Linked DNA regions of Sus scrofa: all the other regions are linked to region 3. A link is a contact called in public Hi-C and HiChIP or PLAC-seq data. All regions are on one chromosome and are shown on one strand. Each heading gives the region's core, a stretch centred on a gene start, on an enhancer-like site or on the middle of the called end of the contact. The rest is flanking DNA. Distances are from core to core; before and after follow the strand shown.

Region 1 (5,172 bases), core at 2,092-4,591, 180 kb after region 3:
GCACACTGTTGACGCTCCGAGAGTCATCTGAGTCCCCAGGGCGGGAGATCTTCTGGCTGGTAGAGTAATTGACAAAAGCTGGGTGGCCCGCAATGTAAATTTGGTTGTCTGCTGCGTAGTTCACGGCGTTGCAAGCCCCCAACACATCTTCAAATTCCACCAACGCTTGTCTCTTTTTAGGCATTACCACCACATAGCTGGCAAAGAAAACACAGATTACAATCCTCTCAGGGGATGGAGACAAGGAGTCAGAAGGGCCTCAGTTTTCCACAAACTGACTCCTCCCTGGTCTCTGGATTCCTCTGGCTCCACCATGGTTTCCTGACCTGAGCACCCCTTGCCATAAGTGGCACAACAAGCGGTGTGTACAGTTTGGGCATCACCTTCTTTGGGAAAGGTTTCTTCCCAACCCCTCACATGATTAAACCAGATGGTCCCCCGTCACAGTGCTGACCGCTCTGGATAGGGAACTGTCTGGGACGAGTCAGGACAGTTTTGTTCACTACTCTTTACCACTACCCACCACCTTCTGTACCAAATAGGCAAAACTACAAGGCACAGAAGGAGAAAAGGAAGGAGAAAAAAAACCCTGCAGAACTTGCTGTTAACTGATTCAAAGACTAACCCCAGGAGCAGAGGAGCCTAAGACCTAGCTACAAGAAGCTAGACCGAAATGACCACACATTCACATCCAACCAGATACCCAGCGACACACAGGACACCAAGGAGTTGACTACCCAACCCCTGGCGTATGAGCTGAGTACCTAATGGGTCCAAACTCCTGCAAGGCCTCCACAAGGTCAGCTTCCACCACGCCGTCAATCAGGCCCCTGATGTGGACAACTGGGGAGGCAGGGGTTTTGTGTGGATCATCGTAGTTCTCCTGAGAAAAGAAGCAAAAATAAGACTTCACTTTCTGCTGTACAAAATGGCGGCCTATGAGCTTCTGTGCTGTTGGGGTCCCAGTCAAAGCATTTGAGCCAAGGAGGACACACAGGGCAGACAAGGGGACCAATTACCCCAAAAGGATTCTGGGCCAGCAGAGCACATGGCCTGAGTGTATGGCCACTTGCCTCATGGTTCTCACTGTAGCTTCTGAGGATGGCAAAATGGAGGACTAAGCAAGTTCCATTTTATATTCCTCCCAAAACCTGTCTGTTCCTGCTGGTCAAGGAAATGTGGGAAAAGAATGGCTTGGAAAGAGAACATCACGGACAAAAAAACTCAATTTGCTGCTCCAGTCTGAACCAGGACATCCACTCCAGCTTCTGTGTCCTTCCAACCTAGCCAAGCATTGCTATCCCTCACCACTTATCCCCAGGTCCAGCAGCTCCAGAAGCTAACAGGCCAGTCTTGGCTGCTTCTGGCCGTTAATTATTCTCCCACCAACATCTGTGTTGGAAAATTCTACTTAGGCCCAACTTAGGTAAAGGAAAAGTTTTTCAGGAAAACAAAACTCCAACCTGTATCACTAAAAACCAAGACAGTTCCCTTCCCAAGGGAAGGAAGAATCTTTCCACCCACAGCCTCTGGGAAATCAAAAGGAAAGTAACTTTCTCTACCTCTGCCCAGCTCTGGGCCCAGCCTGCCGCTTGAACTACCAGGCAGAAGCCCATGGAACGGAACAGAATCGGATTCTATTTCAGGAATGAACCACACAAACCACAGGAGGCACACCCGCTCGATGGCTACCAGCTCAGATGGCTACCAGCTCAGCGATTTGGAGTTCCAGGGCCCCTAATCCCAACCCCTCCCTGCAACAGCTACGGGACCTGGACGGATTTACTTCACCTCAACAGTAATACCACGCCCTATCTCCTACAGGAGTGTCAAGAATTCAATTGAGATAACTTTAAAGCGCACGGAACAAGACCTGGAACAGTTTAAATGCTAGTAAATCACAGCTACAGCGTGCTATTAAAACCTGGAAAACCCGGCAAACGGCTGACCGTGACCAGGAGAGGACTTCATGAACTTCCAGGGAGGAGGAACCGGGTTCCAGGCCAGCAGTAACAACTGGTAGCCTCTTCCGCCTAGGGGATTGAAGAGGCTCCAATCCCTTCCAAAATGCCCACCCTCAGAGAACATTTTGATTCGAGAAACTGACTGCATCCAGTTAACCCCTAGAAATTGTAAGCAAACTTGTGATAACTCCAAAGCTTGGCTTAAACTTCTAAACGCCCAAGACCTTTCACAAGCCCTTCTTCCGGTTTTCGATGCCCACAAAAACGAGGAACATATCCTGGTCTAAAAAAACATCCTTAAATAAATGAGTTTCTGTACAGGGACAAACCATGACGCTACAAAAACTAAAAACGATCAGGCAGAATTCCCCACTCAAGCAGAGAAAAATGCCACCGCCCACGCGCTCCCCGCGGTGCCCCCCCCCAACAACCGCCCACGAGGCCGGGGCAGGAGCAGTGCGCCTGCGCAGGGGGCCAGACAGGAAAACGATAGAGAAAAACGGCCAGGCCGCGTGCCTGGCCCCCACAAGCTAGCCCGCGGCGCCTGCGCAATGCGCCAGCCGCAGCGCGAGCAGTTTCCTCCACCCCCCACCTCGGGATACCGCGCACGCGCAAGCGCCTGTCCTCGCGCAAACCCCGCCGTTTGCCCAACGTCTGCCCCTCCCCCACCCCACCCCGTCCTTCAGGGCGAGGGCCTGGGCGCGTGCGCACAGACTCAGCCACCTAAAATTAATACTCTCTAGATTGGCAATCTTCCCTCCCTTCCCCGGCCGTCTCCGGCGCCTAGGGCCCTGGCCTCACCCGCCGCCGCCGCCCGCCGCCCCGGCTCCACCGCCGCCGCCGCCTCCATGCTGGTCGCCGGCGTTGTCAGTCTTGAGCCGCTTAGGGGCCCGGCCGCCCTCACTGCCGCCGCCGTAGTAGCGGCCACCGCCGCCTCCGCCGCCCGCCGCCGCCATCTTCACCATCGCTCCGGACCGCCGCCGCTGCTCGTCCGGCTGCTGCCTCTGCTCCAACCGCCGACGCCGCTTCTCCGCCCGGGGCAGCAGCCTCCGCGACATGGCGGCGCAGAACCCGCCTCCCCCCGCCTCTCATTGGGGGAGGGACACGCCCGTCACTCGCCGCCCCCACCCGATAGGGGAGCCACTGGTCCCGCCGCGGCGGGAGGGGAAGCCTCCGTCCGCCTTGCGTGCCTATAGGATAAAGGCCACGCCGTTCTGCAAGAGCGCCCGCCCTCGTTTGTCTGGGACACTCCTTATAGGCGAGCGCTTTCTGCAAGTTATTTTGCCGACCCCACCGCCTTAAAATAAACTCCAATTTGATAGGTCGGATTTCTGGCACAGCCTGGCCTCCTTTGGAGTACCTGATAGGAGCGGCGCTCCCCAAGCTCCTGAAAAGCCCCGCCTCCTTCCCGCTCTTACTGGTTTTCTCCCTCGTCCATCAAACGGAGAGCCCTTAGTCATCCAGTCGCAGCGACTCCCTTCCCCAGCCTCTCTACAAGGAGAGAAGGAGGCCCCTCCCTTTTGCTTTTCACTACTGGCTGCTGTAGATGTCCGTCGTCTGGGTCTCCACCCGATTAGTCATTTGAGAGTGGAATCCTCTCACCAGATTGTAGGACCACTGGTGGGCCCTGATTGGGTGGAAAGGGGAGCCCATCCCAGGCCCGTAGGCGCTCTTTGGCGCAGTCAAGGAAAGGATGGGAGGCGAGGACGCATGCGCGAACTGCTTTCTGGCGCCTCCGAAGGCGGGGCAGCCCTCCAAAGGAGCGAAGGCCTGAAGTACCTTGAGTAGTTTTTGATTTGCTGTGAGCAGCACTGGAGACCTACACCAAGTTACAGGGAAACGGCCAGTGTAGCTCTGTCCCCGTCACTATATCCTATTCCTCTCTATCTCTAACTTTCACAGTGCCAGAGGAATTGTTTTTAAAAGTCCCTGTCTGACCTTTTTCTCAGTATAAAACCATTTGCTGCTGCCAACCGTCTAACCCTGTCCGGTTTGCCGGCATTCTTTCACCACTCCACCTCTAAATTCAGCCACAATAACTCAGTTTGCAGAAAGAAAAGGATTTTTCGCGCACCTCTCGATCTTTGGCCAAGCACGCCTTTCCAAACGACACTTTCTCCACTACCCCAGAACTAAGGAATAAATTTCTCTAGCCCGTGCTCAGTTCACTCTGAAAGTGTCCCTAGTCCCTACCAGCCCAGACCGCAGGGCTTCCCCCATGATAATCCCTGATCACTCAGCCCAATGATTTTCACACGACAGCCTTTACAGGGTTATCACAGTTTGGTTCTGGGTGGGTTGGTTCTGTGTGGGCAAGGGAAGGGTGGTCCCCGCCTCTGCCTTAGACTGGCCTATCTACCAAACGCAAGGTGTATGTAGCACCCAGCAAAGTGCTAGCATTAGCACTCTGCAAAGGGAGTAGTTCTAAGCGTCCAGTGGGCCTCATTTTCTTAGGGCCGGGCCAACCCTCAGAGGACACCCTCTCTCAGTCTCTAGAGTCCAACAACGCCCAATAGTTGGAACCAGGGGCGGGGCGGGGCGGGAGCTGACCTAGGATGCCACCCTGTGGGCTCTAAGGTTATGGGGCTGCCTGTTGGTGGGAAGGAAGAAGCAGTCAAGAAGAGAGGAGACAGTAGTGGGAAATGCGGGGGCGGCCCCCCTAAAGATGCTCCGGAACCTTTCCATCCGGGTGAAAGGGAGTTCCCGAAATGGAGGTCCCGGTGGAAACTAAGTTAGAAATGGGATCAGTGGCACTAAGATATTGGGACCAGGCCTGGTAGGTCCGCGGGTTTGGAAAGAGAAAAAAGTTGAGGATTGGGCTGTGGGGATCTAAAACAGCTCCCAATCACCCCGGGAAGACCCGAAAGGGCGGAGAATAGAAATGGGGGACCGCTGGGCGCCAACACGTGATCTGTGCTGCGGTGCAAAGGCGGGGCGGGTCCCACTGAAAGGCGGGGTCCCAAGGTCCCGACGTCAGAGGAATGCGGTGGGGGGAGGGGAGAGAGGGGCCCCTCCCCTCCCCGCCCCCGCGCCCTGCCCGGACGCCCCTCGCGCCGGCGCGCGGCGACGGGACGCGACGGAACCGTCTCTCTCACGGCACCTTCCAGGCAGCTCGCCCGCCCCTGCGCGCCGGTGGCGGGCGACCCGGTGGCCGTGTTATCTGCACCCCCGCGCTGCCGGCCCCTGCCCCTCCCCCACCCCATGCGCT
Region 2 (4,588 bases), core at 1,257-3,756, 140 kb before region 3:
TCAGGGACACTCCCCAGAATTCCCCTTCGCTCTGCAACATCTGCCCCTCCTCCTCCCAGCCCTCAAGAGAGAAGCAGATCCCTCAGATTCCATCTCTTCCTCCTCTCCCGCCTCTGTGACCCGCACTAAGGTGAACAGATCCCTCTCCCAAGCCAGCCTTTCGACAGGACCTGAGTCTTAGCTGCAAGCCTGGGTCCCTAGGTCTGGAGCCTGGAGAGAAGATATGGGTGCAAAGTGGCCTCGCCAGAGCTCTTCAGAGCTGGGCGGGGTCCCTGAGGCTGAGGCAGCTTCAAGGAAAGTTTCAAAGTAACCCCTACTCTGCCCTGTGCCTCCTGGAGGCTCCTGTTCTCGTTGGGGAAAGGGGGTAATGGAGAGAGAGGGATGGCGGAGGAAGGAGGGAGCAGAATCCGGGCAGAATGGCCTTGGCTTCCACAAGGGTCAGACAAAACTGGATTGGAGGAATTTATGCTGACGATGTAACTTTATATTAATCACATAATTTCTCTGATCCTCAGTCTTTTCATTTGAAAAATGAGAGTCATCCTTGGAACTTCCCCAGGAATTTATTAGGACCATTCAATGCCCTGCTCTTCAAAAGTGCTAAATAAGGGGTTTCAGGAGTTCCTATCGTGGTGCAGCGGAAATGAATCCGACTAGGGACCAGGAGGTTGCAGGTTCGATCCTTGGCCCCACTCAGTGGGTTAAGGATCTGGCGTTGCTGTGAGCTGTGGTATAGCAGACATGGCTTGGATCTGATGTGGCTGTGGCAGGCAGCTGTAGCTCCAATTAGACCTCTAGCCTAGGAAACTCCATATGTCGTGAGTGTGGCCCTAAAAAGAAAAAAGAAAAAAAAAAAAAAAGGGTGGGGGGATTTCATTTGCTTAGACTCTTAAGTGGCCAGAGGTGGGAAAGGTAAATTTGAGATGCAGAGAGGGAATGTGATGGAGCCAGGTGTGGGGAATGGAGGTGAAACCAGAAATTGGGAGACTCTCATAAGAAGGGCATTGCCACGTTCCTGGTGCATCCTAAGGGCAGAGTAAGTCAGTATTGAATGTTGCCAGGTAAGAGCTGGCATTCTTGAGTACTGAATGTGTATGGGCAGAGGGGTGAGCATCTATCAAGACCAGTGGTTCTCAAAGCACAGTCCCCAGCAAATACTAACAATGTCACCTGGGAAACTGATATAAATACAAATTCTCAGGCCCCAGCCCAGACCTACAGAATCAGAAACCTTGGAGGTGAGCCCAGCAGCCTGTGTTTTCGAAGCCCTCTAGGTGGTTCTGATGCATGCTCAAGCTTGAGAACCATAGGTCTAGATGGTACCACTGAGGGCTTACATGCCCCTCCTCAGAAGGCCTATGATTATTCTATTGAGAGAAGAAACTGAGGCACAGAGTGGTTCAGTGTCTTACCTAAGGTCACACAGCCAGAAAATGAGACAACCAGGTCTCCACCACTAAACTCCTGGATATTATCGGGAGGGGACCGTTTGCCCATCAGAGACATGCTGGGGGAGGCAGGAAGAGCTGCCCAGGCTAGGGACCTCGCCACCTGTCACCAGGGTAAGGGCAGGAAGGCAAGCTTGCAGGTGACAGGAGCTCTAGTCCAGAAGCTTCTGGCACAGTCAGCTGCTAGGCCCTTGCCTGTGGACTGTCTGCCCTGGGGTCGTGTCTGGAGCAGCCAGGGGTAGCTGAAGAGACAGGGGAGCCGCCTTGCCCCAGCGTCACACTCCCCTCCCCCTGGGGCAAGGCCTTGCGGGAGTCTGGAGTTTCCAGTCCCGGGAAGAAGGCAGCGAGTGACTGGAAGGGGGAGCCAAGAAGACCCGGGCGCGGGGGGCGGGGGGGGGGGGGGGACAGAGACAGCCAGCCTCTAGGGAGTTAGGGTCAGGGGGTGGGGTGCACGGGGAAAACAGGGTTGGAGCAGCTCAGACTCCAGAGAGCGCGAGGCTAAGACACAGACGCTCACGCAAACAGCCCCAGCCCAGCTGCCTCTGGACTCCCTGGAGCATCTTTCTACCTGGCGGCCCCCTGCTCGAGCCGGCAGCTCCACACCCTACCCGCCTCGTTGGAGCCTCCCCCAACCTTCCCCGGCAGCCCTGGGGCCCGGGGCTTAGGCGCTCCTGGTCCCTGTGGGGAGGGTCCTCTCACCTCTTGCTGTCTTTCCTGTTCATGCTTCCTGAGGGGGAGGGGGTCCCGCAAGAGCGGGGCTCAGCTCCTCCCCAGTCACCAGCCTCCAGCTTCTTCGCCCCTTGGGAGCTGGGGCCTCCTCGGCGCTGGGGAAGGAAAGAGGAACTGCCCCTCCCCACCCAGCCCCAGGCCAGGGGGAAGGAAGAGGCTGGGGAGCGACCAGAGGCCCCCCTCCCCCCCTCGGGGATCCCTTCAGGCTGAGGTTTCCGGTGCCGCCCCCACCCCCAGGCACCCCGCGGGCTCTATCTCCCCCATCTCTCGGTCTCCGGACCCGTGATTCTCTGTTCTGTTACTGTCATACTTCAATAAAAGCAGCTTAAGAAAAAAAAGTATGCCTAATGCGACACATCTCTACACACACACACTTCAAGAGCAAAGTCTGGGTTTCTAGGAGGGCATGTGCCGGTGTAACTAGGCGCAAAGCGGGAAAGTCACAAGGCATGATATTTTGTGTATTTCTTCGTATGTTTCTTTCATGTCTCGCTTCGTTTTAATAATACCGTTTATACCCCAGAGAGCATTTTCACTTTGCTACCTTTAATGGAACAAACCTTTATGTAGCACCTACTGTATACCACACACTTTTCCGAGGGCTTTTCAAATAGTGACTCATTTCATTCTCACACAGTCTCGAAGGCCGTCATCTTATTATGAAAACATTGTAGATGGAAGTTAGCCCTCCAGGAGCCCTCTCCCCACCGCGTAGTCCCTCTCAGGCAGGGGTGACCTATGTCATACATGGTTGGGTTTTACCTGATCTGTTGGCTGTGCGTTTACGTACGTAAAAATGTGCTCATAGACGCAGAGACTTTTCTTTTGAGTATGTATGCTTTTTCTCTTTTACCTGAATGTGTCATGCTTGAGATATTTTTAAATTGAAGTACAAAGAAGAGTCAAATCGTAAGTGTTTAGGTTGTTGAATGGTGACCAACAGAACACATCCATGTGACATTTACACAAATCAAGAAACAGGACATTTCTCATCCCCCACAAGCCCCCTTGTGCCTCCCAAAGGTTACCACCAGCCCAATTTCTCGCTGAGTACTTTTGCCTGCTTTCGAGCTACGCGTAAATGGAATCAGCTATCGCGTCTGGCTTCTTTCACCCAACATCATGTCTTTGTGATTCTTCCATGCTATTGATTTCTTTGCAGCTTATTTCTTTGGTTGCTGTATAGGCCTCCCTCCTGTGACTATCTATGGTTTATTGATTGATTTTTCCTGTGATGGGCATTTGAGTTGTTTCCAGTTTGGGCTGCTGTGAATAATGCTACTGTGATCCTTCTGGCCTCTGTCTGTTGGTGAACAGTGTGCAGGTCTGTAGGGTGGATCCCTGGAGTGGAATAAGTGTCATGGTATTTAGTATGATTCTGCCAAACCTAGTACGGGAGTCACTTGAACCAAAGGTCTCAGGATATTTTTGCTCCTTTCTTTTTTTTCACTGAAAGACGCACCATGGATGGTTTTTTGGATTTCTTTTTAGGGCTGTACCTGCAGCCTATGGAAGTTCCCAGGCCAGGGGTCAAATCAGAGCTACAGCCGCTGGCTTACACCACCACCACAGCAACACAGAATCTGAGCCGTCTGCAGCCTACACCACAGCTCATGGCAGCTCAGGATCCCAGACCCACTGAGCAAGGCCGGAGATTGAATCCTCATCCTCATGGATACTAGTCGGATTCATTTCAGCTGCACCACAGCGGGAACTCCAGAGGTCGGTTTTTAATTAAAAAAAATTTTTTTTTTCTTCTTTTCTTTCTTTTTTTTTTTTTTCTTTTTTAGGGCTGCACCTGCAGCATATGGAAGTTCCCAGGCTAGGGGTCAAATTGGAGTTGCAGCTGCCAGCCCACACACAGCAATACCAGATCTGAGCTGCATCTTTTACGTATGCCGCAGCTTGAAGATCCTTAACCCACTGAGTGAGACCAGGGATTAAACCCCCATCCTCATGGATACTATTCAGGTTCTTAACCTGCCGAGCCACAATGGGAACTCCCTAAAATAAAAAAATAAAAAAATCTTTTATTTTAATGCTTTTTGGACACACCCATGGGATGCAGAAGTTCTGCAGCCAGGGATTGAACTTGCACCACTGCAGCAACCCAAACCACAGAAGTGACAACACCGGATCCTGACTCCTGAACCACCAGGGAGCTCCAGGATGGTTTTTTTCAGATCAGAGCATTTAGACAAGCACAGAGCTCATTCTCTTTGGGTTTTCCATTTCGTGGCAGGCACATGGTTTCAGACATGCTGCCTTCTTTCCTCCACCTGCCTTTTCTCTTCTTTCTCCTTCGACCTCAGGGGTGCTCTCCATGCTGTGCTGTCTATCTAGCGCTCAGCCCAGCGCATATGAAGCACCCGCATCACACAAGGTCATGTAACGGCCCTGGCTGAGCCGAG
Region 3 (5,228 bases), core at 2,038-4,537:
CGTGAGCTGTAGTGCAGGTCGCAGACGCGGCTTGGATCCTGTGTTGCTGTGGCTGTGGTGTGGGCCAGCAGCTACAGCTCTGATTCGACCCCTAGCCTGGGAACCTCCATATGCTGTGGGTGTGGCGCCAAAAAAAAAAGAAAAAGAAAGAAAGAAAGACAACAGACAGAGTGGTCTGAGATCAGGTCTGACAGGCTGGCAGTGAGTCACTTCCTGTCTGTGGGCCTCAGTTTCCCCCGCCCCAAGAACTCCTTAATGAAGTCCTTCCTTTCCTGACATTTGAGGTCTTGGACTGGAAGGAAACAGGGAAACAGAGATGAGTGTCAGAAATTGAGAAGTGATCAGAGGCCTGCCCCCACCCTCCAACGCTCCATGAGTGAAGAGCAGGCTGAGAGAATCAGAAATGCATTCACTCATTAAGTAAACATGTGGGCACTGATGACGAGCCAGAAATGCAGAAATGCTCAAATGCAAGAACAGACCTTGGTGAGAAAATGCAGACGCAGAGGAAGATGGGTGGGGGAAGTGGAGGGGAACATGGCATACAGAAAGGCTGGAGCTGGACTCGCAGGCGCTGGAGGACACGGCTGGGGGCCCCTGGGTCACCACAGTAACCCTGGCATCACTGGGGCCAGGCCAGGCCCAGAGCAGGGGCTCATTGTGTGAAATATGGATCAGAAAGACAGTCCCGGGAGACACAAAGGCAGAGACAGGACAGGTGGATTGGAGGGGCAGGGGCTGCCTGGACCCTCCCCCGCTCCCGCTCTTCCCCTTACCTTGGTAGATGTCCTGGAGAGAACCAGCCCCACAGAATTCCATGCAGATCCAGAGCTTCTGCAGCCTGTTCAAGAGCAGAAATAATCAGAGCTGAAAAAAATGATTATTTATAGGACAGCTCCTGGCTCACTGTCCATCTTGTTCTAGGACAACAAAAACTTTAATGTAAGCGCCGTCGTCTATCTATTGCCCATCCGAGTGACCATCACCCCACTCCCATTTTATAGATGGGGAAGTTGAGACTCAGAGAGGAAATATACGTTTAGGGTCAAGTGGAATCAAAGCCAGGTCTTTGGGCTCCAGACCCATGGCATCCTCTGTTGTTCTATGCTAACCTGGGAGACAGGGCACGGGTCTCACAGGTTGTGGAAGTTCGATGGGGACAGAGGAGCCCAGGATGCCAGGTCTGGGGAACAGAGATCATGACCGAGGCATCTGGGATATTAATTGGGGGGTCAGGAAATTAAGGGGTTCACCTTCAGGAACAGAAAGTGAAAGTGGGGGACCTGAAGAGCAGGACGGTGAAAGATGCGTTTTAGGGGACTCGTTTTCAGGTTTGGTTACTATGAAGGGATCAACTGGAGGGCCCCCGGGTCAGAAATGAGAGTTCTGGATTGGAGATTCGATCTGGTCAAAAAAGTGGGACTTTGGTCCAGGATTGGAGGTCAGGTTAGGGGGTCCCCTGGTCAGGAACGGGAGTTTGGGGGTGGAGGCCGGGCTGGGTGCCAGGGCAGGTCTGGGGCTCATCACCAGAGATAACTGCCGTGGTAGGCCACGATGTTGGCGTGCCGACAGGTTTTCAAGATGAGGATTTCCTTCTGAAGTGTGGACACATCATCGTCTGCAAGGAAGGGCAGAAGAGAAAAGGCCGCTGCAGGGAGGGAGTGTGGGGAGGAGGGAGTCAGGGAGGGGGGGGCGCCACCATCCCGGGAGGTGGGGGGTGTGGGGAAGGAGCTCCTGGGTCCTGTCCTCACCAGGCTCCATCTTCACCATCTTCAATGCCACCAGGTCCCCCGTCACCTTGTCTCGAGCCTTGTAAAGGGGAAGTTGGCAGTCAGGCGGGCTCCATTTGCCTGAGTCCTCCTCAGCATCCCTGAACCAAAACCAGGGACCGGGACCCTCTCGCATCCCCTTCCCTTCTTGGGTCTCCCCCCAAAGGTCACTGGCTTGAGGGTGATGGAGAAGGACAGAGTTCCTCACCTTGAAGACTTCCCCATAGGTGCCGCCACCCAGCCGCTGCAGCAGGTCGTAGTGGTCCCGGGGATCCCTATTAAAAATGTCGGGGTCCACGAGGTCCATTCCTGGGGGCCAGAGCCGGGCCTGCGCCCAGGGGCCAGCAGGGCCTCAGGGCTCAGATCGCTGGCACCTCCCTCCCTCCCCACACGCCCTGCACCCGCCTTGCCTCCACCCGCTGTGGCCTCCCCCCTCCCCACTCTCGCTTCCTGCCCCAGCTCAGGGCTGTGCAGCCGGCTCCACCCCCTGTCCCCTGGGCCCTGAGAGCCTGTTAGGGGCAGCTTGCCTTGGGACCCAGGGGACCCCCCCCTTCACTTCCAGGCTGAATGTAAACCAGATGCAAACTATCTTAATTGTGACCCGGAGGGTGCCCTAACACTCCTTCCCCCATTCTGGGTGGCGGCCAAAAACTACAGTTGAACCTCAGCTGAGTGCTTGAGAGTTTGGCCACGACCGGGAGATGGCAGGTCTGCACAGAGATGGCCATGCAGTGTATGTCACTGTTCACCTGGAGCGCATACATGCACTTAGTGGTAACCCCTGTGCGGTGCAAAGGGCAGTCGATACGTGTGAAAGTACTCAGAGCATATACCTCCACATACATAACACATGCATGTGCATTCATGCCTGCAGTGTGAAGAATCTGCACATAACTCACGAGGCGCTCGCCTTCACCCACAAGACTGGAGCCTATAGGGACTGGGCGTGAGCTGTGGGGTTTCAGTAGCCTCTCACCCCGGCCATTGCCAGCAGAGCACAGCGGCTTTGCGGGCCGCTAACCCTGGCGTTAGGTTGGAGCTTGGGGACCCGGTTCAGGGCTGGAAACTGCGGTGCTCTAGATCCTGCCTCAGGGGTCGAGGCCTGGAGCAAAGGGGGCCTCCGAGAGCACCTTCCTCGGGACTTGGCCATGGCCCAAAGGGACTTCAACAAGTGCATTCCAACACAGTTTTGAGTTCACCACAGCGCGCAGCGCGACGTGCGTGCTCGCCGTCAGGGATTCACCTCCTTCCCAGGGACCTCGCGCGCACATCCCAGAGACTAGGACTGGGTACGCAAGGCCCGGGAAAAGCTCAGCCCCGCCTCCTCGCCTCGAGAGGGCGCCTGCGCACTGAACTAGACTGGTCTTTTACTCACGCCTTTGGTCCTGCTCAAGTGGAGCGTATGCGCACGCGCCAACTGCGCACGCTGGGAAGAAGTCACGTGGCAGCCGGAAAGCGCGGCAGCCGCAGCTAGAGCCTCCTCCATCTTCGCCTCCAGGGCTGGAGAGGAAACAGTGACGTAGTTTCCGTCTCCACCCGCAGTTCCTTTTCCGGTCCTCGAGGACGCCGTGCCTGTAGGATCTTCGGCTTCAGTCCCGGTGTGGGAGGCAAGAGTAGTCATGGCGATGTTTGAGCAGATGAGAGCGAACGTGGGCAAGTTGCTCAAGGGTATCGACAGGTCTGAACCTGGTCAGAGGGAGCGCTTCTGGCCAAGCAGGATGGAGGAGGGGATTTTTCGGGAGACAGCAAGGGTGGTCTGGATCCTGGGCTTGCCCGGGAGTGGGGTTTTTTCAGTCGTCTTGGAGATGTTTAAGGAAACAGCACTGCAGAGGCCTTATGGCGGGCGATAAGCTTGTCTACCGCTCAGTCCTCCCTTTTTTAATTGATGTAAGGCCTCTCTCTCTGCTTCTCGGCTTCCCCTCACTTTCCTTTCTCTCCTCCTCAGTCTGTCTCTCTCAGTGCCTCTTTCTCTCTCCCCCCTCCCATATCATTCATCCAATACATGTTTACTAAAATCTGTTTTGTCAGTGCTGGGCACTGCTGCGAACCAGAAGTGACCAAGAGAGTCACAGGCTGTGCTTTCACGGAGTTCCCGGTTCAGAGTCTAGACAAACCTGCCAATAGGCAGTGGTAGTGGTAGCCAGAAGTGGTCAGGGCTGGGATGGGGGGATGCTAGGCAGGAGAAGATGGTGCTAGACCTGAGTGGGGCCTGGGGAGGGGAGAAAGGGGTGCCTGGCAAAGATGTCCTGGAGGCCAGGTATACATGCTGCCAGGGCTGGTTGGCTGAGAGGTTGAGGAGACATCCTAGAAAAGACACAGGGCTGATAGAGTTCTCATCGTGGCACAGCGGAAACACTTCTGACTAGGAACCCTGAGGTTGCGGGTACAATCCCTGGCCTTTCTCAGTGGATTAAGGATCTGGTGTTGCTGTGAGCTGTGGTATAGGTTGCAGATGCGGCTCGGATCCTGCGTTGCTGTGGCTGTGGTGTGGGCCAGCAACTGTAGCTCTGATTCAGCCCCTAGCCTGGGAACCTACATATGCGGCCAAGGGTGCGGCCTTAAGAAAAAAAAAAAATACACGGGGGCTAGAGCTTAGGCTTAGGTCTGGGATGTGGATAAGTTTTGTTAGAGGTTATAGAGCTGATTCGGTATTTGAGTAGAGCAAGTGACCAGTGACAGATCTGGAGGGAAGCAAGAAAGGAAGAGGGAGGAGCAGGCTACAGTGTCCCCTCTCACCCCGGCCCCACAGAGCGACTGACCTCAGCTCCTCTCTTTTCTGCTCACCCATCTTGTTTCTCCTCTAGGTATAATCCTGAGAATCTGGCCACCCTGGAGCGCTATGTGGAGACACAGGCTAAGGAGAATGCCTATGATCTGGAAGCCAACCTGGCTGTTCTGAAACTGTGAGTGTCTGCATCTGTTCCCACCACTGTGTCAGTAGCCAGCAAGGTGCCGCTCCCAATACTGGGTAGGGTGGGAGTTGGGGGTGGCCCACAGGATGTGGCTTCTCTCTCTTTTAAGTTGAAATGTAATTGATGTACAGTGTTATATTTTCAGGTGTGAAACATAACAATTGGATGTGTTTATAGATTTTATTCCATTTAAAGTCAATATAAGAGTTCTCTGGTGGCTCAGCAGGTTAAAGATCCAGCGTTGTCACCGCTGTGGCATGGGTTTTATCCTTGAAACTTCCATATGCTGCAAGTATGGCCAAAAACATGGTTATATAAAACATTGATGGAGTTCCTGTCATGGCGCAGTGGTTAACAAATCCGACTAGGAACCATGAGGTTGCGGGTTCGGTCCCTGGCCTTGCTCAGTGGGTTAACGATCCGGCGTTGCGGTGAGCTGTGGTGTAGGTTGCAGACGGTGAGCTGTGGTGTAGGTTGCAGACGCGGCTCGGATCCCATGTTGCTGTGACTCTGGCGTAGGCCGGTGGCTACAGCTCCAATTGGACCC
Region 4 (5,134 bases), core at 1,949-4,448, 230 kb after region 3:
AGCCACAACGGGAAGTCCTGTATAAAGACTCTGACCATGAGACAATGCATCGAGCTTGGGGCACTTCTCTGAGTATTCGTTCACTTCCCCATCCCAGGCCTCCCTTTGAGATAACGATTATTAACAGTACAGTGGTAATTACACCAGATTTTTTTCTCTGTGAGAAAAACTCATCATTTCTCCAGAAATGGGTCATATCGCAGCACAGCGCTGCACTTTGCGTTTTCTGCAAAACACAGTATGGCTGGCAGACCCTTTCCTCCCTCTTTTGTGGCCGCACCTGTGGCCTGCAGAAGTTCCAGGGCCAGGGACCAAACCTGCACCACAGCAGTGACCTGAGCCACTGCAGTGACAGTGCCACATCCTTAGTCGGCTGAGCCATCAGAGAACTCCCACCTCGTTTTTTTTTTTTTTTTTTTTTGGTCTTTTAGTTTTTATGGCCGTACTCAAGGCACATGGAGGTTCCCAGGCTAGGGGTCGAATCAGAGCTGTAGCTGCAGGCCTATGCTACAGCTACAGCCACTCAGGATCTGAGCCACATCTACAACCTACACCACAGCTCGCAGCAACGCCAGATCCTTAACCCACTGATCGAGGCCAAAGATTGAACCTGTGTCCTCATGGAGGCTAGTCAGGCTTGTTAACTGCTGAGCTACGATGGGAACTCCCCCACCTCCTTCTTTGAAACAGCTACACAGTGTTGCGTTGTCAGGGCACCCCATAGTTCATTTAACCAGTGGACCGACAGCCCTTTGGGTCGTTTCCAGCTTTGCCGTATCAAACAAGGCTGCAATTTATAGCTTTGGGACGGAGGATCCCTTTCTCCCATGAAAACTTCTTTCCTGACAGTGGTCGTGCTTCGGGAGCCAGGGGAGGGCGAGGCCGGCCGACAGGAGCTCTGATACCCTCAGCGTGGCTCTGCTGTGCATGTGTGGGCAGCTGTGACACAGCTTCTGCACTGCCCTGCCTCTGAGCTGCCATCTCACGTCTGTGGGTGGGCTGGCACGCTTTCAGGCTGCAGACAGGGAGGCTCTGTGGAAGGACAGGAGGGCCTTGCCCGGCACGTGGGAGCAACTTGGACTAAGGGGGAGCTGGAGGTGCCAATGGGGCCTCTGTGAGTCCAAAGCGAGGCATCTGGAAGGCAATGTGCTGGGTACCATGGGGTGCAAACCCATCTCTGCTCCTCTAGCCAAGGGTCAGAGGAAAAGCTATTGAAAAACTCTGTTTCAAATCCCTCATGTGTAAAATGGACACAGTAGGCCTTGCCCCCCACAGGGATGCTGGGAAGATGAGACGCTGCACATAGAGCACGAGACAGAGTACCTGCTGGAGTAAGTACTCAGGAAATGCCAACCATGGGAATAATTAGCGGAGCACCCCAGCCACCTGACCTCTGAGCGCATCTCACTCTCCCGCCTCCCCGTGTTTGCACAAGCCGTACCCTCCGCGTGGGACCCCAATTCGCACCTCACCTAAGAAAATTCTAAGTCACTCTACACTCACTACTGCGAGTCTGTACCTCAACCTGACTCCTAGATCAGCCTGTGGGATTCCTCCAGGGAAAGGACTGGCTGGAATCTGTGGGACTCCACGAAGTTTACTCTGGGCTCCCAAGGTGCCCTGAGCTGCTTTCCTTGTCACCCTACACTTGGCTCTGAGATCTCTTCCATGCGCAGTGCAAAAGAGGTTCAGAAGGGATGGGGTGGGGGGTGGCAAGGAGAGAGGAAGGTTTGGAAGGGCAGGCCGGGGGCTGAGGCTGCACGCCCTCCTCTGACAGTCCCCAGAATCCACCATTCCCCGGGAGGCTGAACCAGGAGGTGGGGGGAGGGACTGGGGCAGGGAGCTCAGGGCCCTGGGGTTCCCATCTCCCCTCTGCCACCTCCCTCCCAGGATGGGGTGTGGGAAGTCCATCTCTCTCCTTCCCGCCACCCTTCCGCCCCATCTCACCTGAGCCTCTTGCACCTTCCCTGTCTGGGTCTCCACAGGGTCTGAGGCTGGGGGGAGGAGGGGGAGCAGACGTGGTTAAGGTGAAGGGAGTGGTTAAGGGGGAAGGAAGGGCTTCAAATTAGTGGGGCAGAGGGATCAAGAAAACTCACCAACCTGGTCATACCGGGTGGGGTGGGGGTGTAAAATGGAAGTGGAGGAGGGCGGCAATGGGGAAAAGCGGACCTTATCAGTGTGCAGACGGCTGGGAGGAGAGGTTAGCGAGGGACAAAGAGGCCGGGACAGGAAGGTTTAGGCGAGGGAAGAGAAAGTAAAGCACGCCCGGCATGGAGGAAGACTTAGGAGGAGTTAGGAAGGGTGTAGTAGTGTGAGAGTGTGTGTCATTAGGTTTACAAGCAGTGGGAAGCCATAGAAAGGAGAGAAGACATACTCTGCCTGTTGGCAGGTTTGGGAGAAGAGGTGCAGAGTGTGTGTGTGTGTGTGGTGTGTGTGTGTGTGTGTGTCGGGCAGGGTGGGGTTGGTTTCGGAGAAAAAGGAAGCAATAGGAGGGGACCCTGGCATCCTACAGTTGCTACTAACAACCAGGTACCCTTAGCAACCAGGACCGCGGCATCTTAAGTCCCTAGCAACGAGGGTCCTTGGCAACTAAGGTGCGAGAAACATGTGATCATTAGTAACTTGGGGGAAGTGGCAAACGGACCCTTAAAACCTAGCGACCCAGAAAGCCACCAATCTAGCAATATGGATCACTTGGCAACTGCCCCCGGAATCCCATTTTCCCCCCCATGCAACCCCCATCTCCTGCCCCACCAAGCCTGCCCTCGGGCCCCGGGGCCTACGACCCTCAGCTAGGCCCCGGTGCAGCCCTGCCCTCCCACCGGGGTCCCCGACTCACGATCCGGCTCGGCCATGGGCGCGGGGCGGGGGCCCTCGGGACTGTCACCGACTGCTCTGTCCCGTGACGGCACCGGAAACAGGAGGGGGCCGAGACAAGGCAGAGAACTACAACTCCCAGCAGCCATCGCGATCGCATATAATGCTCTGCACCGCGTACGGAGCGCGCCCCCACGCAAAGGCCGGACTACGAGTCCCAGAGGGCTCCACGTCCACAGCCATGCTGGTAAAGGACTCCGGGAAAGTGTGGGAAAAGGTAGAACGCCGTAGTCCACCTGAGTGCTCTGATTGGTCATCATGTGGCATGGGGGCGGGGCGTGTACTACTTAGCCCACCCTGATTGGATGAGTCAGGGGGGCGTGTTGGGGAATTCCCCGCAGGGCGGAAGCTCGAGAATTCCAGGCAGAGCCCAGCGACAGGCGGGCTGCCGCTGGGGGCCCCTGAGGCTTCGGGGGCCATGGCTGGGGTTGCGTGCTTGGGGAAAGCTGCGGACACCGATGAATGGTGCGACAGCGGCTTGGGCTCTCTGGGTCCGGACGCAGCGGCCCCCGGAGGACCAGGCCTAGGCGCGGAGCTGGGTCCGGGACTATCGTGGGCGCCCCTCGTCTTCGGCTACGTCACTGAGGATGGCGACACGTGAGTGAACCTTAGACTGACAAATCGGGCCCCAGGGTCCCACATCTCCAATCCTGACTTCCCAACCTTTCAATCCTAAATCTGTCTTTTGATGCTTGACTTCCTGACCCCAAGACTGGCCTCTGATAAAACCAACTTCTTATCTAATTTTGATCCTAACCCAATAATGTCTGGCCTTCCTTTCTTGAACTGATTCTCAGAGTTATGCGTTCATTGATCAGACCCACATTCAGTGATCGATTCCACATCCAAAACTCGATTTGACCTTCCTGACCCCAGTCCTTAGCCCTCTGTTAGAACTGTAGTTCAGACAGGCTCCTCCTGACCTTTATCCTCCAAATATGATCTTTGGTCCTCAGCGCCTAACTTACATGAGCCTTAGATTTTATTTCGAAATTAATACTTGGCTTTTGACTCCAGGATCCCACCTTCTGAACTCTGATCTTCAAAGCTTACATTCAAAGAGAAAATGGAAACTACATAACAGCAGGAATTCATCTATTAAACAAATAATCCAACACCTTCGACTTTCCAGGAACTGTTTTAGGTGTGGCCTAAAGGCAGGGAGGAAAGCCCAAAAAACATTTGTCTTGTGGAGCATACATTCTAGTGGGGGTATATAGACAGAAGGGCAGATAGACTGACAGGGAGGGAGGAAGGGTAGGAGGAAGAAAAAGGAAAGAAAAGGAGAGAGAAGGAAAGAGAAAAAAAGATACACAGACCTAAAGTAAGAAAGGGAGAGAAAGAAGAAAGGCAGGAAGAAACGAAGACAAAAATTAAAAAAAAAAAGAAAAATAGCATGTCAGACGTTAAGAAGTTCTTTGGAGAAAAATAAAGCAGGGAAGTGAGACAAGTAGATTATCTGGGGAGAACATTGCACATAGAGGGAAAAACAGTTGTAAAGGCCCAATTGAGGGAATGTACCTGGGGTTTTTGAGTATCGTGTTTACCGCTGTATCCCCAGTGACCCAGCAGCCCCTGACCCATAGGAGGCACTCAGGAAACAGTGATCTTCTCAAACAACCAGCTGTGGTTTCATTTATTTTCTCTTTTTCTCTCTTTTTGCTTTCTATTTTGTTGATCTCTGTTCTGACTTATTTACTTTCTTCTCTTATTTGGGGTTTAATTTCTTCTTTTTCTCGTTTTTTAAGATGGAAGCTGAGGTCATTGATTTGAGACTCTTTTTTTTTTTTTTTTTTACGCATATAAGTGATTCATGCTGTAAATTTCCCGGAGTAGTGCTTTAGCAGTATCTCACCAATTCTGATGTGCTGTGTCGTTTTTTGTCATTTTGTTTTGTTTTGCTTTTAAGGCCTACCTGCGACATACGGAAGTTCCCAGGCTGGGGTCAAATCGAAGATGCAGCTGCCGGCCTACACCGCAGCCACCGCAATGTGGGATCTGAGCCCTATGTGCGACTTAGACCACAGCTTATGGCAGTGCCAGATCTTTAACCCAGTGATCCGGGCCAGGGATTGACCACATCCTCATGGATACTGGTTGTGTTCGTTAACCACTGAGTCACAACAGGAATTCCATGATGTGTAGTGTTTTTATTTAATGCAATATACTTTCTAATTTCTTTTTTGATTTCTTCTTTGGTCATCGGATTCTTCAGAAGTATGTTATTCAGTTTCCATATCACAGGCATCTTTCTTTC
Region 5 (4,755 bases), core at 451-2,950, 170 kb before region 3:
CTGCGGGCACCGCAGGCCGTCTGGACCTCGCTACCGCGCCTGGCTTGGCTTTCTGTAGGGGTTGCGGCGGGTGTGGCCAGAGCAGGAGTGATTTTACGATCCAGGGGCTGCCGGTCGGAAGGTGGCGGTAGTGGTGGCTTCCGCAGCTCTGAGGGCGGTGGAATCGGGGATAGGGCCCTCGGGACAGGGTTGGAATCCTCTTCGGTTAGTTGCCGGGGCGGCGGCGGCAGCGGGCGGAGGCTCGGAGGGTCGCCCTGGCCGCGATGGCTCGCCTCCAGCAGACCGCGGATTCGGGGCACCGAAGTGCCCGTGGGTTTTCGCCACTTAGACGGCGCGGGCAGCAGGGTCCCCACGGGGGGCGGGGGTGGCGTAGAGACCGTGGCCGCAGCCGCCTCCTCTGAAGGAGGCGTCACTGGCGAGGGCAGTTCTAAGGTCAGGGGCAGGGGTGAGGGTGAGGCCTGGGGCTCCGGGGGTACCAGGAGTCCTGGGGGCGGAGAGCTGCCAGGGAACCAGACACCCAGCCCTCGAGCCAGGCGCATGGCTGGGGAAGAGGGGGTCACCTCGGGCTCCATCAAGGATGTCCGGCGGGAGTCGGAGGACCGGCCCGAGGCCTGCTCTTTTCGGGAGCCCCCGCCAGCGGACGGCTCCGACTGCACGTTCCCCATTTCTGACGGAGGTCAGGGACTGTGGTCAGAAAAACGTCAGCCAGTCAATCTATCAGGGCTGGGGGAAACCCACGAGGCAGAGTTGTACTTGGTCCTATCTATCCTCACCCGCCCTGCCCTTGTCCTCCGATATCCACTCGGGAACTAGTCTCTAGCCGCATTCCTATTTCTCTGCTCTTGACGTTCACATCTTCTTCCCCGTGGACCCATACAGCTGCTGTTCAGGTACAGAGTCCCCATTCTCTTAGTGTACTAAGGTTCAGTACCTGTCTTCCTATCTGGACCCTCAGATCACATCCCTTCGCTTTGACCACATCCGAGGTCTCTAGACTCCAAGACATAGGCCTTGCCCGCCTTCCTTGCCAGTTACTCAGGCCACAACACGCGTGGTGATTGTACTCTGTAGCTTGTAAGACCAAGGAGTACCAGCTTCTCTCCCTGAACTCTCAACAAGGTTTCTTTGGCCCAGGCCCCGCCTCCTCCCTCTGGTCCCGCCCCCGATTGTCAGGGAATCGGGCCTTCTCAACCAGACCCCCCAACCCTCCCCAGGTCTGGCCCCGCCTCCGCTTAACAAATCCAGATATTTTTGTCGTGCTAACCCCTCAGTCCTCACCTCTAACCCTCAACTCCCTCTCAATTGATTATTTGGTTCCCGCCCTCTTCCCAGGCTTCACTGCTAAATTTCTTTTCCTGCTCCAGGTCTAGCGGCAGACCTCATACTCAGGCTCCACCCCTTCCCCCAAGCTCCGCCCTCGCTCCTCCTCTCAGAGGATCCCACTCACCGACTCCACCAGCCGACCGAAGTTCGGACCGCGGCCCCCTGGGCCCAGGGGAGGGAGGGGAACGGCCGCAGCAGAAAGTAACCGAAAAGAACGGGGCAAGCGGGCGAGGCAGCAAGAGCGGACCCCGAGACCTAGGCCCCGCCCATAGGCTCGAGCCCCCCGCCCCGTGTGCCAGCTTGAGCACTGCCCCTTAGGAACCTGGATCTCCCTTTGAAATACTCCAGTGTCTTCTTCCCCGCCCCCAGGCCTTGCAGTCCTAGGCCCCACCCCTGTAGAACGTTCTTTTAAGCCCCGCCCCTTCACAATGCCCCGCCCTCTCCGTTAGTTTCTCTCCTGAAGCTCCGCCCATTATGAACACAGCTGCGTAGCTCCTCCCTTTTGGAACTCTCCGTCGTCCGGCCCCTAAAGGCAGTTTACTTGTAAGCTCCGTCCTACAAGGACAACCTCTCCTCCCAAGACCCTCTTTCCTCTGGCTCGCCCAGAAGGCCCTTCCTCTGTGGATCCGCCCCTTCTATGACGCACGCGCTCGTCCGCGCCTCCCGCGTCTTCACTCTCCTTTTCCAGGCCCTCCGACCCCGCCCCCTAGCGATGCTCCCTTCTCGCCCCACCCCTTTTCGAACCCCGCCAGGCACCCCGCCACTCCCATTTAGAACCCAAAACATAGACCTTGCCTCTTTAGAACATCCAGAGCAAGCTCTGTCCTAGACTCCCTCCCTACATCCTCAGGGACCAATGGCACAGATGGGTGGGAAAGGAGGGGATCCTTTCTGGATCCTAAGAAAATGGGGGCTGGGGGGCTGTTCGCTGGAGCCAGGGCCGGGCTCTAGGACCCAGCGGGCAAGTGCGCCTGCCTCGCGCTTACCCCTCCCCCCAAGCCGCCCCCTCCCCCCCCATCTACCAGGTTTCCCCTCCCTCCCCCCTCGCCCCGGCTCCCGGTGCCCGTCTCTAGCGCCGCCGGAGCCAGCGAGGGAGCTGGAGCGAAGAGGAGGAGGAGGAGGAGGCCACGTCGCCACCGCTCGGAGCCCGGCCGGAGCCTTCCAGGCAGGTGCCGAGGGGGGCGAGGGGGCGGGGGCTGACAGACGGCCTGTCACGGTGAGGGGGCAGCCGGGACCGCGCAGCGCCTCCTGTCCACCGGGACGCCCCCAGACCCTGGCTGGAAGGACAAGGGGGTGGGGGCTCCTAAACTGCGCGGCAGCCATTTGGGGTACCAGTCTCCATTTGGGGGGGCCTGGACTTCCTACGAGGACACCCCATTCATAATTTCCGTACTGGACCCCCACCATTGAGGAAATCTGGGGACCACTCCCCCCAGGAAACAGATCATAGGGAGCGTAGGGCACCCAGAAATCCCGGCATCCCATCCCAGTAGGCCCTGGGGGGGGACCCCTGCCCTCTTTCTCTGCTTCACCTGTTGTCGGGGGAGGCGGGCGGACAAAGGAAGCAGCGTCACGTGACTGCTCATTCACAAAATCCCATCCCATTGAGAAAAGGGGGCTGGGGGCGCTGCGGCGGCCCCTTCCCCTCCCGAAAGGCTGGGGAAACCCGACAGCCTGCTGGTGGGGGAAGGGGCTAGAGCTCGTGGCTTGGGTGCTTGAGGCTGGGGCACCAAGGTCCCTGCGCTAGGTGGTAGTGAGGGGTTGGAGGCTGATCCTGATTGCTGGGCGGAGGGCTATGGTCCCTGAACAGGGGGGAGGGGGGCTGGGGGGCGGGGTAAGATGGTTCTGAAGGATGCTGGGGCCGGGAGAGGGAAGAGGAGGGATCAATTCCCCCCTCCCCGCCCGCCTGCCCGCCCGCAATCTCTCCCCCTTGCCTTTCCTCGGCAGGGGCCTGAGGGAGCAACCTTGATTTTGTGAATGAAATGCTCTCTGGATGTGTCTCGGTCGCCCGTTCCTGGCTTCTTCTGCCTCCATCTCCCTTTCGGCCTGTCTCTGGCCATTTCTGGTTCTCTCCCTGCTCTCTGCCCATCTCCCGTTGCCGGGTGACTCAATGAGCTTTGCATCCGGTCTCATTCATAAATCCGGGAAGGGGTGGGGGGAAGAGAGCCTGGGTTTCTCACCCAGCCAGTGGCCTGGGCGGCAGGGTGCGGAGGCAGTGTAGGGGGGACTGGGGCTGAGTTGATGGGCTCTAAGAAAATACATATGCGCAGGCACCCAGCTGTGAGGGGGACGATGGGTGGGGCTGTGGGTACGTGCAGAGGGAGGAGAAGGAGAGAGGTTGATAGGGGATGAGCAGGAGGAGGAAGGGAAGTGGAAGAGCAAAGCTATGGGGGGTGAGGACGGGCAAGATGGGGAGAGGGAGAAAAGGTGGGTAGGGAGAAAAAAGGTAGCTATGGAGGAAAAGGTAGGCATGGGAGGAAGGAGATGGCAAGAGGAAGAAAGAAGCAGTGCTGGAGGAAGGTGGGCATGGGGAAGAAGATGGGCAGAAGAGACGTGATGGGGACGGGGAGAAGGTGGCATGGGGTGGAGGTGGGTATGGAAGGTGAGGTACAGGCTGGCTGAGGGTGCAGTAGATCCAGCTGAGGGAGCTGAAGAGGGGAGGTGAAGGATGGGGGGGACACTGAATAGGAGAACAGGATTGGGGCTCACTGACGGTGTTGTCTCTGTCCCCCCCAAACTCCTCCAGGTACATGGTTCGGGTCCGAGCCGTGGTGATGGCCCGAGATGACTCCAGTGGGGGCTGGCTGCCTGTGGGGGGCGGGGGCCTCAGCCAGGTGAGCGTATGTCGGGTCCGAGGGGCCAGGCCCGAGGGGGGGGCCCGCCAGGGGCACTACGTCATCCACGGGGAGCGCCTCCGGGACCAGAAAGTGAGCCACCCTGGGGCATGGGGGTGGTGTGGGGTGTGGGGAAGTAGGGGAACGGGGCTGGGAATGCAGAGGTGTGGTCCGGTCATCTCCCAGCCCGGATCAAACCGGGGTGTGGGATGGAGTTGGAAGTGAATGTCTGTCCTCTGGATACGAGTTGAGAGTTTCCGGACTACTGGGGCTATGAAGCAGGTCCTGTCCACTGCCACTGCCTGCTCGACTGTCACAGCAGCCTCCCCCCTGGTCTCCTTGCCCTGCTCCTGCTCCCTCCCCCACCTTCGGTCTGTTCCACAGGGGCTGTGCTAACACCTGACTCAGATCACATCCCTCCTCTGCTCAGAACCCTCCCCGTGGCTCCATCTTGCTCAGAGATCCTCACCAGGAGGCATTTACACCACGGGCCCCTGACTGCTCTAAATATATGGAGGCATTTGGTGGGGGCCCATCTGGAAGTGTCAGAGAGGGTTTACAATCCTATTGTGGGTTCAGCAGGAATATTCTGGACTGT
Region 6 (4,575 bases), core at 938-3,437, 250 kb after region 3:
CCTCTGTACCATGAAACATCCCCTCCCACTAGCCCTGGCAACCACCACTCCACATTCTGTCTCTGAATCTGAATGCTCCAGGTGCCTCATATAACTGGATCACACAGTCCTTTTGTGGCTGGCTTATTTCACTTAGCATGACGTCTTTATGGTGCTCCATGCTGCAACATGTGTCAGAATTTCCTCCTATTTAAGGCTGCGTGCTATTCCTTCTGTTTCCACATTTTCTTTATCCACTTATCCATCAGTGGACATTTGGGTTGCTTCCACCTTTTGGCTATTGTGAATAATGCTGGTAGAAACACAGGCACACAGATATATGTTTGAGTCCCTGCTTTCAGTTCTTTTGGGTACATACCAGAAGTGGGATTGCTGGATTATGTGGTAATTCTATGTTTAATTCTTTAAGGAACTGCCACATATATATAAAATTTAGTGGGGGTTTTTTTGGCCACACTCTTGGTATATGGAAGTTCCTGGGCCAGAAATCAAATTCGAGCCACAGCTGCAACCTACACCACAACTGCAGCAACACTGGATCCTTAACCCACTGTGCCACAAGGGGAGTTCCCTATATATATTTTATTTTATTTTTTGTCTTTTTAGGGCCACACCCACGGCATATGGAGGTTCCCAGGCTAGGAGGTGAATCAGAGCTGTAGCTGCTGGCCTATGCCAACAGCCATAGCCACGCCAGATCCTTAACCCACTGAGCAAGGCCAGGGATTGAACCTGCGTCTTCATGGATGCTAGTCAGATTCATTTTTGCTGTGTCACGACGGGAACTCCCCTTATATATATTTTAAATTAACTTCTCTGATAGAGTTTTCTGCTGGCCTAGTGGTTAAGCATTTGGCATTTATCACTGCTATGGCCCAGGTTCGATCCCTAGGAACTTGTGCATGCCTCCAGGGCAGCCAAAAAAAGTAACTTCTCTGAGCCTTAACTTCCTCACTGATAAAGTAGGGGAAATAGCTGTACCTACCTCACAGGATTGTTGTGAAACTTAAATGAGACTAATCTGTATAAAGCACTTAAAATAGGATGGCTGGGGAGGAGCTCCAAGAGATGGCTGGGAGGATTCCGAGTTCCCATCATCCTTAGCGCCCCAACAGGGTCTAGAAATATGGTGACACCGGTTCTAGTTCCCCAGCATGTAGTATTATATAGGTGCTAGCTTTGCGATTATTATCATTCGCTGTCTTATTCTCAACACCTGGAACTTAAGGTAGGCGCTCCCTAAATATCTTTCAAAGGATTAAATAACACTATTTAACTGCCTGATACTCGTGGGTAGGTGCAAACTCTACTTTTCAATCTCCAAAGGCAAGAGGCTCCCCTCACCTCTGATTCACATCTTTGTCCGGCATTTCCCTCTGTGGCCTTAGGGTAAGCCTGGTTCGACGTCGGAGCACATTGGCAGACAGTAGTAAGTTCTTAGTGCAGAGTGGGTACTCAACAAGCCATATGGAACAGGAGCATCATGGATATCTAGACTGTAGGGCCTTGGCACTCCACGGATAACTGGCACGTACGTGAGTGCCAAACACGTTTGCTAAACTTGGGAAGAAACTAAAATCCTGCGATAAGACCGCCCCCTCCTGGAGAATATCTGGCACGCCCACTTCGTCCCTAGAGCGAACAGCCAATAAGCAAAGCGGCCAGGCCTGGCAATGCCGGCCAGCGCAAGCGCACTCACGATCGCCGGCAGGTCGTCAGATCGCAGCTCCCCCTTGCGGAGATCCAAGGTGCGCGCCGCCTCTTCCGGGTATGCGCACAGCGGCTCCATGTCCAGCTGAGGGAGCGCGCTGTAGCCTTCACGTGCGTGCTCGTACAGGAGGTTCCTGTCTCGCCTCTCCGTAGCGAAGCTTCTCCTTGGGCTCTGGTTGCAGGCATAGCCTCCCCGGAGCCGCAGGCCCCGACTAGCCACCAGAGGCCACAAACGCCGCACCATGGACGCAGCCATCTTGGAAGGGGGACAAAAAGTCGCGCACTCTTCATCCCGCCCACTACGCGTTTAGACCAATTGTAAAGCAGCTCTTCTCCGGGACTAGCCAATCAAACTTTGGAAGGAGTGAGCCCCTCCCATGCCTCAAAAAACACTGTTCTGGGAGAACAGTTGGCCGAGATTGACATTATCGTTGCCCAATCGTCATCTGTTCCCCGCCCCTTCAGTGTACCGGGAAGGGCAGAGCCAGCCAATCCCTGCCGGGATAATTCCATTCAGTTAGAGGTCAGATTTGGCGTGTCGGCGGACCGGGCTAGTGTCGGAAAGGTAGACGGGATTCTCGGGTCCTCGAAACCTCCCCGGGTCTCCCCTCAGTTTCCCTTTTCCTCTTGTATGTGAGCAGGGGCGGTTGAATCCCCGAGAGGCTATTCAGAGCAAGACTAAATTTACGGAGGGACTTTCTCTGTTAGCGGCTTTAGGAGTTGTGGTTATACAGTCGGAGGAAATCCCTTAGATTTAAACGGAAGAGTCCGAGAGCGGGATGGGGAGATTTGGCCCTTCCCCGATCACGGACACTTTCCCCTCCTTCTCTATCTGAATCTCTCATCCCCTAAAACAGGGACCCTTCAGGCGGCGGGATGTCCTGGTCCGGCCTTCTCCGTGGCCTCGGCACGTCCCTAAACTGTGGTAAGTAGGGGACTAGGGCTGCAGAGCCGAGGCTAGGTGAGGGTTATCCCCCCTGGGACTTGCATCCTCTGCCGAGGGAATCAAGGTTTTAAATCAGGGAGGATACACGATGGCTTTTGGCGGAGCTGGTGTTGCAAGGGAAGGGGGTGGGAAGTAGTTGCATTGAGGGCTACTATGGGTCAGGGGGGTGTCAGGAGTTTGGGTCGGTTATTTTTTTCAGCAAATAATATTAAATATTTCCCTTGGGTGAGACGTCCAAGCAAAGTGTTGAAGTTGTTCATTCAACTGGTATTTTCCAAGAGCCTAGTACATGCCGGGCACTGAGAGGGAAGCTTTATTATGAACCTGTTTCTTCCACAAATACCAAATGTTTCTCACAGGTCATGCTCTTTGTGAGATATTCCACCTGCGTATTCACTCTTCAAACCTTTGTTAAGCTCCTTCTTTCTTTCCTTTTTTTTTTTTTTTTTTTTATGCCCAAATATGGAATTTTCCAGGCTAGGGGTTGAATCGAGCTGTAGCTGCCAGCCTACACCACAGCCACAGCAACATGGGATCTGAGCCACATCTGCGACCTACACCACAGCTCACTGCAACGCAAGATCCTTAACCCACTGAGTGAGGCCAGGGATCGAACCTGCATCCTCATGGATACTAATTGGGTTCGTTTCCACTGGGCCACAACAGGAACTCCCTGTTAAGCTCTTTTTTGACATTGACTAGGGATCACAGGGCTGAACAAGACAGATCTCTGCCCTGCTTGGGGAATCTGGGCTAGGTTGACGTGCGGATCACACAGTGCTTAGGAGGCAGGAGGAGCTCTAATGATGGTGCCTACCCTACAGATGAGCACACTGAGGCCCTGAGGTGAACAGTCGTGCTCGGCGGCGGTGGCACATCACTAAGGAGAGACTTCTAGGAATCCCCTTTGAGGATTCTGCTGTCACTTGAGGCATAAGGATACATGGAAATGGACGGTAAGGCCAGGACCTGCCGTGGGTACAGAGGGGAGTGGGAAGTTTGGGTGTTGAGAGGGCATCCAGCTAGAGGATGCACCTCAAAGCCCTGGTGTGGAAGCTCTAAGAGGACATGGCTCAGGGCTGAATCAATCACCACAGTCTCTCTCTCTCCATTACTGGGACCAAAACACAGTAGGTGCTCAGTGAATGTTTGCTGAAGAGAATCCAGTGCTGTGTCTTTTAATGTCCTAGTTCCTTTCCATGAGCAAATCTTATCTCTCTTAGAAACATCTCTGCTCCCCAACCCCTGCCTTCCCTCTCAGTGCATTGCTGCCACACTCCTCTTTCCTTCCTTTCCTTTCCTCCCTCCCTTTCCTTCCTTTTTGCTGCCCTTGCAAATTCCCAGGCCAGTGGTGGAACCCTCACCACAGCAGCGACAACTCCAGGTCCTTAATCTGCTGAGCCATCAGGGAACTCCCACTCTGCTCTTTCTGCTGGTGTATTTGTGGACACAGGCTGAGGCTGGAGCAGGGAGAGCAAGGGGGCAAGAGGGGAAACGAGGTCAGAGAGGCCAGGGGCAGACCATGTGGGGCCTTGTGGGCCCCTGGGGGGAATCTGGCTCTTACCCTGAGTGAGATGGAGCCACAGGAAGGCTCTGAGCAGGGGAACAATGTGATCTGACCCAGGTCCATCTGGCTGAGTGGGGAGCAGACAGTAGGAGTAGCCAAACCTGAGAGGAGGAGAGGCAGCGAGCCCAGGGGTGGGGGAGCCAAGGGTACACAGGACTGGGATGGATGCAGTGCAGGAGGGAGAAAAGCGGGGGTGGTGGTGTCAGAGCCCTGAAGGTGCAGTTGAGAGAATCTGCTTACAGGGGCAGGTGGAGGTGTGACAGGAGGAAGCAGGACACTTCCCGCGAGGGGGGGTACCCCATAGGGTCTCTGTGAGGCTGCAGGAATTAATGCATGTAGAGGCACAGAACAG

The links. Hi-C and Micro-C count contacts between places; a contact is called where the count stands out from the background. HiChIP or PLAC-seq counts read pairs in DNA pulled down with a chosen protein or histone mark.
Region 1: a Hi-C map of liver shows a contact between it and region 3, with 1.9 times the contacts expected there. The contact joins the promoter of HNRNPL here to the promoter of EIF3K in region 3. A contact is called at or near these places in 3 of 47 Hi-C or Micro-C datasets (alveolar macrophages, heart right ventricle and liver).
Region 2: a contact with region 3 is called in an H3K27ac HiChIP or PLAC-seq map of alveolar macrophages. The contact joins the promoter of RASGRP4 here to the promoter of EIF3K in region 3. A contact is called at or near these places in 1 of 47 Hi-C or Micro-C datasets (epiblast stem cells) and 2 of 2 datasets of contacts at active chromatin or transcription factors (alveolar macrophages and skeletal muscle).
Region 4: a contact with region 3 is called in a Hi-C map of skeletal muscle, with 3 times the contacts expected there. The contact joins the promoter of NFKBIB here to the promoter of EIF3K in region 3. A contact is called at or near these places in 2 of 5 promoter capture datasets (fetal liver and liver), 5 of 47 Hi-C or Micro-C datasets (heart right ventricle, liver, mesenteric adipose tissue and 1 more) and 1 of 2 datasets of contacts at active chromatin or transcription factors (alveolar macrophages).
Region 5: an H3K27ac HiChIP or PLAC-seq map of alveolar macrophages shows a contact between it and region 3. The contact joins the promoter of GGN here to the promoter of EIF3K in region 3. A contact is called at or near these places in 12 of 47 Hi-C or Micro-C datasets (alveolar macrophages, blood, embryonic fibroblasts and 8 more) and 2 of 2 datasets of contacts at active chromatin or transcription factors (alveolar macrophages and skeletal muscle).
Region 6: a Hi-C map of skeletal muscle shows a contact between it and region 3, with 5 times the contacts expected there. The contact joins the promoter of MRPS12 here to the promoter of EIF3K in region 3. A contact is called at or near these places in 5 of 47 Hi-C or Micro-C datasets (fetal heart ventricle, heart right ventricle, liver and 1 more).

What each region holds. Positions count from the first base shown.
Region 1 is chr6:47,652,515-47,657,686 of Sscrofa11.1, forward strand. HNRNPL (heterogeneous nuclear ribonucleoprotein L) reads right to left here and starts at 3,342. Exons shown (of 15, transcript XM_021094349.1): 1 at 2,766-3,342; 2 at 765-884; 3 at 1-197. The coding sequence starts at 3,022.
Region 2 is chr6:47,330,835-47,335,422 of Sscrofa11.1, forward strand. RASGRP4 (RAS guanyl-releasing protein 4) reads right to left here and starts at 2,507. Exons shown (of 18, transcript XR_001309084.2): 1 at 2,148-2,507.
Region 3 is chr6:47,472,897-47,478,124 of Sscrofa11.1, forward strand. EIF3K (eukaryotic translation initiation factor 3 subunit K) reads left to right here and starts at 3,288. Exons shown (of 8, transcript XM_003127119.5): 1 at 3,288-3,447; 2 at 4,574-4,672. The coding sequence starts at 3,389. It overlaps MAP4K1 (mitogen-activated protein kinase kinase kinase kinase 1), which reads right to left and starts at 2,194. Exons shown (of 32, transcript XM_021094343.1): 1 at 1,978-2,194; 2 at 1,752-1,809; 3 at 1,528-1,618; 4 at 777-841. The coding sequence starts at 2,076.
Region 4 is chr6:47,700,446-47,705,579 of Sscrofa11.1, forward strand. It overlaps NFKBIB (NF-kappa-B inhibitor beta), which reads left to right and starts at 3,199. Exons shown (of 6, transcript XM_003355897.5): 1 at 3,199-3,474. The coding sequence starts at 3,296. It overlaps SIRT2 (sirtuin 2), which reads right to left and starts at 2,897. Exons shown (of 17, transcript NM_001114271.1): 1 at 2,840-2,897; 2 at 1,948-1,994. The coding sequence starts at 2,855.
Region 5 is chr6:47,299,876-47,304,630 of Sscrofa11.1, forward strand. It overlaps GGN (gametogenetin), which reads right to left and starts at 1,701. Exons shown (of 3, transcript XM_005664585.3): 1 at 1,448-1,701; 2 at 1-684. The coding sequence starts at 665. It overlaps SPRED3 (sprouty-related, EVH1 domain-containing protein 3), which reads left to right and starts at 2,336. Exons shown (of 6, transcript XM_021094342.1): 1 at 2,336-2,488; 2 at 4,070-4,157. The coding sequence starts at 4,074.
Region 6 is chr6:47,726,331-47,730,905 of Sscrofa11.1, forward strand. MRPS12 (a long non-coding RNA gene) reads left to right here and starts at 2,188. Exons shown (of 3, transcript XR_002344649.1): 1 at 2,188-2,275; 2 at 2,568-2,635. SARS2 (serine--tRNA ligase, mitochondrial) reads right to left here and starts at 2,064. Exons shown (of 17, transcript XM_021094351.1): 1 at 1,700-2,064. The coding sequence starts at 1,966.